Regions from separate parts of the Mus musculus genome. Here region 1 is linked to region 2. Evidence: chromatin contacts called from public Hi-C data. All regions are on one chromosome and are shown on one strand. The core of a region is the stretch at or near the end of the contact, and the rest is flanking DNA. Distances in the headings are between cores, read along the strand shown. Region 1 overlaps Fstl4 (follistatin-like 4). Region 2 overlaps Fstl4 (follistatin-like 4).

Region 1 (3,901 bases), core at 902-3,401, 110 kb before region 2:
TCCCTGAGGTCAAGTGTTTCTGGAGGCATGAGGTGGGTTGTGAGTAAAGCCTGTTGACTCAAGGCCTGGAACCTCGGGGTGGGGGTGGGGATCACCGAGCGTGTTTCTACTTGACATCGAATCCTCTAGTCAAGGAGACATCAGCTGTGCCGTGCCAAGGGCCTGGCTGCACACTGGCCCTTAGTTAAGGTCCTCCTGTCCAGACTTGAGGTCCCTGTGGGGCTTATCCCATTAGCAGACGTGGGAAATTGGGCAGTTATGAGGCTAGTGTCTAAATGAACCCTGAAGAAGATGCTCCATTTTTTTTTTTTTTTTTTGCCACTTAATTGAATTTGTGGCAGTAAATCTTTGAGTCTTCTCTTAGCATTCAGAATTTCAATTTACTCCATGGATTTTTGTGTTCAACCCCCAGTGAAAATGAGCATTTGTGCCGAAAAGCTTTTAATCAACCCTTCTCAAAATGTCAGTCCCCTTATCTCCAAAGCCCACTGCAATCTTGGGGCCTATGGTTTTAAAAAGAGCTCCCATGTACCGCCTCTCCCTCCCAGCTCCTGGCGTGCTTTATCATGGCTTAATCAGAGTCGTTTCTGACATTCATCCCTCTCCTAATCTTCTCAGATTTCTTCTTAAGGTGAGTTTTCCACTTCAAATCCAGCTTTGTGGACCCATTAATATTCCCTGAAGCCAATGCCCACAGACAAGGACTTGCATGCAGGAACTCTGGCGGTGTGGTGTCCTCTCTCTTAGCACGCAGGTTAATTGTCCAGTCTTTAATTAAATCATTTTCCTTTCACGTTGTTTGTGGAGCTACATGGTAAATTAAGCTGTAAACCTGTCTTTGCTTTATGAGGATGGAGTTTTACACATTCTTGCTTGCTTTTTTTTTCCTCAAAGACTGACTCTCTGTGTGTGTGTGTGTGTGTGTATGTGACCATGCACACATGTGTGAGTATATATCCAGGTGTGCATGTGTGTGAGAGTGTATGTATGCACACATGTGTTTGTGAATATGTGCATGCCTGTTTGTTTGTAGAGAGGCCGGAGAAAGAAATCAGGCATGTTGCTCCATGACTCTCCATTCATTCCTTTGATGCAAGTTTCCCACTGAACTTTGAGCTAGGCTGTTGACCAGCAAACTCCAGCCCCAGAGTTCCTTCTCTTTCCATCCTCCACTGCAGGGAGTGTGGCAGGCAAGCATCCAACCGCACCTGTAGTTAGGTTACCAGGCCTGCACAGAAGGTGTTCTTGCCTACTGAGTCATCTCTCTAGCCAGGCCTTGATTCTCCATCCTCCTGCCTCAGCTTCATAAGTACTTGGGATTATAGGTCTGATCCCCTAGGTGTCTGATCCATCAGGTCTGAGCAAAAGCTAATTTCCAGAAAAATAATTCTTAATAGGAAAGGACACACATTATATGGAAAGAAAGGAATAAAATTTTTGGATTTTCAGTGGCAAACATTTTACTTAGTAATGATTTGGGGAAAGGCTCTTTTCCATACTTTGGGGCAGAGTGTAACTGCCTCTGGAAGCATTCCTAACTGAGATGGTAAACAAGGCAGGCCCTCCCGCTGTCCTGGGAGCAGCCACCAGGGGGCAGCATGTCTCCCACCTACTGATCAGCTAGCTAATCAGCATCCCTGCTGCTCCGACCCTGTGCACCACAGGACAGCCATGTTCTCTCTATCGATTTCTCCCCAGGCCTTGGATTTGGATGAGCCCTAATCAGTGGTGTGGTCTTCAGTCCTTGCTTCTTGATTTGTCAGGAGAGTGAGTTATCTGAGCTGCCGCTCTCTGTGATTTGTAGGTGGGAGAACTTGGCTGCACTGCTGTGACCTTTTCAATATTCTGTTATTAGAGGGGCTGGCCATTTCAACTTCCTCCTGAACAGAGCATCTTCAGAGTGTGCTGAAGAGGAAGAATGGCCAGTTAGTCAGAGCGCTGAAGGCTGAAAAGGTTGCCATGGTGGGTGGGGTGTGGGGGTGCTGACGGTCACCATCTGCCTTGGCATCCTGCAAAATGCAAGGCTCCTGACCCCCAGGGTTCCATGGGACCCACCAAAGCAGTGGATTCAATCCTCAGGTCCCCTTCCTTGCCATGCAGACACTGCCACTGCCAATGTAAACAGGCAACCCAGGTGACTCACTGTGGCCTGCCAGGTCCCACGCCCTCAGGTTCCTTGCTGACGCCTCATCTGCCATTAACTTTCCTATCACTTCCGGTGCTCTAGCCACATTGGCCTGCATCTGCTGCCTTGGACTTGCAGGCTCCTCCCAGTCCTGGGGCCTTTGCATGTGCTAAGCTTTGCTTAGAATCTCTTTCTCCAGGTCTTTGGCCTGGCTGCTTTCCCTTCAGCACATAGCCCAGGCTCCACTGTTGTCTCCTATTCCATACCTCCCTCCTTATGGAAGCAATACTCCACTCGCCTATCTTCCTTTCTCTGGGTACTGTGTGCTTGTGCACAGAGAGGCCAGAGGTCAAGGCCAGGCTTTCATTGATTGCTCTTTCCCTTAAATTTTCAATAGTGCAATAGTGGAGCTCGCTGACCGGCCAACAAACTCCAGAAATTCTCCTATCACGGTTTCCCCATGTTGGTGTTACACTTGGCTTTTTACATGGATGCCGGGGTTCCCAATCCAGTCTTCACGCTTGGGTTATAAGCACTCTGACCATCCTCTCCCCAGCCTTCCTTATAGCTGTTTAGTACCTATCACATTAGTCTCGTCCTCCATGCCTCTACCTCAGCATCTTCACATGCACGCCCCCTGAGGGAAGAGAATGGACTGCAGGTAGATAGCGTCTGCTCTCTGTGTCCGCATGGCTTGGAGCAGCCACAAGGACACAGTGGGTCCTCAGAGTGTTGATGAGTGAAAGTTATGGTGCAGTTGACTGCAAAAGGAGATACTAGTTCCAACTCCTCTCTGGTCACCCAGCAGATGTCCTTCTTCCTGCTTCCCAGGTCACTCCTGTCACCTTCCTAGAGGACCTATTACATATAGCAAGGTGACAAATGCCAGGTGAAACCCAGCACCTAGAATCTAGACTCACTGCAGTGATTCAAAGTATTAGCACATGACTCATACATTAGTTTCTACCCCCCCCCTTGTTTGTTTTATTCAAGACAGGGTTTCTCCATATAACCTTGGCTGTCCTGGAACTCACTCTGTAGACCAGGCTAGCTTCCAACTCACATAGATCTGCTTGCCTCTATCTGAGAGCTGGGATTAAAGGCGTGTGCCACCACTGCCCAGCTTAGAAGTTTCTTACACATATGGCAGGATGATCATTTACAACAGTGCAGCCATCTTCAGGATCCAAATATTGAGCCCAGGACTGCTTAGAAACTCCCCCTGGCTGAAGTTTGGGTGGATGTCCCTACAAAGCGGAATAAAGACGAGTCCACAGCCCTGTCTGGTGCTGTATGGGGTCACAGGTGCTGTTTCTGGAACTGTGTGGAAGATTTGGGCCAGAGGGTCTACCTGCAACCCAGAAGCACACATGGGGACAGCCACAGGGCAGCTTCTCAGTTTTCAAGAGATTTTTGAAAAGTAGCCTTGGGAAAGTTTATGTTTCATTTTATTCCTGTCAGACCCTGGGTTTTAGGGTATCCTAGGAAGGCCATTTCATCACCACAGTGTGCGACATTGTTCCGTCCCACTCTACAGTATGGAGGACCATTTAAACAGCTGCAGCATGTCCAAATTTTCTTTCCTTAGCTCTCCTGCGCCTGGAGGATGAAAGATGCTCAGAAGCATGCGGAGGCAGCGCTCCCCGCCGCTGTGGGGTTTTCTGCTGTCGACCACACCAGAAGTTTAGAATCAAACATCAGGAATGGAGAAAAGGAAAGGAAAGGCAATGGTTTTAAAGAGCCTGCCAAGCTCTGATCCTTGGGAGAGAACAAATC
Region 2 (3,793 bases), core at 1,087-3,586:
TACTCCCCATCACTGACCAAACTCCTTGAAGCAACTTAACTGCACACTGACTACAAATCTCTACTTGTCCTTGTTGGATCTGTGATTGAGTCCAATCTCTCTCTCCCTTAAGACAGGCTTGACTATATGAATAAAACCCCCTTTCCCATCTTTTTTATTGCTCTTGGTTGATTTAGAGAAGATTTTGTGTAGCATAGGCCAACCTTGAACTTACTAAGTTGCTGAGGATGACCTTGAGCTACTGGCCATTCACTTGCCCTCAGCATCTCTAGTCTGCTTTTCTTTCTAGTATCTAGGAACAGTCTGTCTCTCAGAGCATCCCCTTGTCCAACCTCCCCAGCCTCCTGGTACAACACTTTCACATAAACACTAATCTGACTTTTCCATGCCACCATGAGAATCAAAGTTCAAAGAGCCAGTGTTGAGGATCTTGATGTTAGCATAGGCGGACACTCAAATGGAAGATGCCATTTCCAGAGGGCAAATGAGGAGAAGGAATGGGCACAAAGCCAGTATGGATGGTATGACCGCTCTTAGAAATGTCTGTTAAGAAGGTGAGCAGGTAAAGGACACTTGTCTCCAAGTCTGATGAAACGAGTTCCATTCCTGGAACCCACGTGGTGTAAGGAGAGAACAAATTTCTACAATGTACCAAGTACAATGTCATTCCTATGTATTATCATGTCAGCTGGAGAAGGCAGCTTTGAGGTTGTTACAAAGTAGCACCATCAAATGGAAAAGTAAACTTCTGTAACTCCAGGAGATCAGTGGAGTAGAACAGCTGAGCTCTGGTTTCCCATGGGTGAGCTATCCTCTCCTGTGTGGATTATCTGTCTGTGTGGGTTAACTGATGCCAGTCCTTGTGAACACAACAAAAGTAACAATAAAGTAACAACATCTGTGCTCCACAGGCACATCCTGGCCCCACTCACATGTACACACACACACACACACACACACACACACACACACACACACAGAAACAAACATATTACATTTTTTTTAAAAGAAAGAATTGTCTGAGGCATTAGAGATACCCCTTTGGCTGTGACTGTGAATTTCCGAGAACAATTAACTGAAGAAGAGAGAGATGGCCTGAACACGGCTGACACCATTCTACGGCCAGGTCTCAGGGAAACAGAAGAAAGCTAGGTGAGCAGGTTAGAGGATGGGAAGGACCAAGAAAGGTAGGTGGAGGCCTGGGAGGCCAAGGTCCAACTTCTTCACCTGGAGTACCAGGGCAACCCTGAGCACTTATGTGCCAGACAGTCAACCCGTTCTGTGTTCTAAGAGTCCTCCAGACAACCCGACCAGGTGCTCATGTCACATCAGTGGTAAGGGTGTTACAGAGCTGTGGAGAGCTGGGGGACCAATATGGCGGCCACTGTTTACCATGTGGCAGTGGATGCCAGAGTGTTGTGTGTGTACATTGTCATGCCACCCAGAGGAAGGAAGAGGTCAGGAGGTGTGGTTATATTTTTTTTTCCCAATCCAGATCTAGGTGATAGAAGGATTTCACTTAAATCTTTAAGTCATTCTGCCATGCACCCTCTCGCCACCCATTGGCTCAGAACCCATCTTGCAGTTGGAGCTGGAATCTACTGTGCGTACAGGGAGGGGGACAGTGAAGGTGCTGTTTCTTCATGAAAAAAAAATTCTTTGCTAAGCACATGCTGATTTTCCTGGTTAAAGAATAAGGGAGTATAATCTACCCAGCACCAAATACCCTGAACTAATATATCTCCAGTTTACAAAGCTCAAGTTGTCTGAAAGAAATAGCTGGGGATATTTTTTGTTTTTGTCTTAACTTTTGTTTGTTTTTAATTTAACGTTTGTTTGTTTTTAACCAAAGATTAAACTTTACCAGTGTTCCCAACTCTGCATCACCAGTGGGGCTGGCTCAGAGCTACTGCTTGCTCTAGGAGGGAAGAGGCAAGGGAGCCCACCCTACCCACCGCCCACAAGCTTGCACCTCTGGGGGTCTCCTCACAGGCTGGGATTCCTGAGCATCGCCTGGTCTGGGTGACAGGGTCGTTGTGCAGGCATAAAAGAAAGGACTGCACAGTCTGAGGTATAAAAAGAAGCCTTAATCTCGAGCCAGACAAAGCAGCACACAGACACAGGTGGCTAAAATAAATTCCAAGAGTCACTCGGTACTTCTGAGTAATTGTGCGGCTGGCTGAAGATGCACTGTACTTTCGATGGCGTGGGGAGCGGGTTGTGTTTCATCAGAAGCAGGAAATGCAGATCAAAGACTGGAGGTTAAGGATGCTGAGATCACAGCAGAAGGCAGCTGAGCCCCTGGATGATTTCCAAGAGGCCAAGCCTCAGGCGGGAGAAAGTAACGAGGATGTAACAAATTGTAAGTCGAGTCTTTGTTTCTCAGTCCTTGGGCTGGCACTGGACCCTCTCAGACAGCCAGATAAGCCTCCCAGGAGCAAGAAGCCCCCCCCCCCCCGGGGGGAGGGGAAACGGTATGCTTTCAAACACCTGTTCCCGCCGCTGATCAGCAAATGGGAACAAGAGATGTCTCCCACCCCCTGAGATTTTAAGACAGGTGGCCTGGGTCCCCTGTTAGAGAAACTATTGGGTCCTGGCAACAAAACAGACCTCCTGGCTCTGCCAGTCCAGGCTCCACCCTCTGGCAGTTTTCCAACAGGGGTGCCAGGAAATCTGACAAAAAACGGTTGTCTCTACTTCTCAAGGTCTTCCTAAGGGCGTGTAGAGTAGTCTCACCATGAAAGGCTTGTTTGTCCTGGAGACCAGACCTTGTGAGTGAGGCACAGTCAACCACACGTCTAGAGCCCCATAGTGGGTGTATACAAGACTGGTGCACTTCTTGGTAGGGAAGAGGAGAATGGCTGATTTGTGGTACTCCTTCCTTCTCAATAGATGGAGATGCAGCAAGGCCTCTGCCTACATAGTGCTTACCACCCTGAGCAGCTATTCGCCACCTCCTGCTCCCTGCACATTCCCACAGGGTACATAGGCAACAGAGGCCCTGACAGTCAACATCCCCACCTCTCCACCCAAGCAGCTTCTAATTTTAAGTTGAGCCGAAGTGGATGGTTTCCTTGGGACAGCATTTACCTATAACACTTGGTTGTCCATTCATTTTTCTGTCTGTCCAGCCCTCCCTCCATCCCACAAAATTCATCTTGTGGCCTACGGCTTTTGCCACATGGCCACAGATGGGTAGAATGAACAAGGCCTTTCTACTCAGGTTGCTCCTAGGGCAATGGTAAGCTCTGTAGATGCAAAGCAAGCACCACTGCAAGAGATGCCTCAGGCTGACACCAAAGAGAAAGCACCACCAAGCTGCAGGTGCCAAGCTTTTTCTACCATGGTCAGGACAGATGACACTGAGCCAGCATACTTGGTCTAGAGAGCAAGGAGCAAGCAAACACACACACACACACACACACACACACACACACACACACACACACACACAGAGAGACCCTATTCACTGGGACAACAGTATAGGAGCGTAAAGCACACAGAGAAAATGAGAGGAAGCCTGGGTAGTACCTTTATGGAAGTGCCTGCTGGGCATTGATCAATCCCTAGATTCTGTCCCTAGCATCTAAAACAACCAACCAACGTGCCAACCAAACCCAGGATGAAGCTGCGGGGTCTCCAAAGCTTGAGTACAGGAAGCTAGGCTGTAGACAGAGCCATACTCTTCACTTTTCAGGAAGCCCCAAAGCTATTAAGGGTCTGATTTGTGGCGCTTTTGCCTTTGGTGGTTCTCATGGTGGCTGAGGGAAGGTGACTGACTGGTTTGAAGGAA

Evidence for each region. A called contact is a pair of places that touch in the nucleus more often than the background predicts.
Region 1: a contact with region 2 is called in a Hi-C map of colorectal tumor organoids, with 2.2 times the contacts expected there. The contact joins two enhancer-like sites. A contact is called at or near these places in 5 of 484 Hi-C or Micro-C datasets (cerebral cortex, colorectal tumor organoids, cortical neurons and 2 more) and 1 of 115 datasets of contacts at active chromatin or transcription factors (embryonic stem cells).

What each region holds. Positions count from the first base shown.
Region 1 is chr11:53,030,246-53,034,146 of GRCm38.p6, reverse strand. All of the region lies in intron 4 of Fstl4 (follistatin-like 4), which reads right to left. Among named protein-coding and RNA genes, the nearest start is that of Gm11186, 88 kb to the left of the region's middle. Within about 2 kb of position 2,151, at least 6 of the 459 cell types and tissues checked have an H3K27ac peak or open chromatin away from gene starts, as enhancers often do. A contact at or near this core is called in colorectal tumor organoids, where this site is marked.
Region 2 is chr11:52,918,309-52,922,101 of GRCm38.p6, reverse strand. The region is part of intron 3 of Fstl4 (follistatin-like 4); the gene reads right to left. Among named protein-coding and RNA genes, the nearest start is that of Fstl4, 160 kb to the right of the region's middle. Within about 2 kb of position 2,336, at least 41 of the 459 cell types and tissues checked have an H3K27ac peak or open chromatin away from gene starts, as enhancers often do. A contact at or near this core is called in colorectal tumor organoids, where this site is marked.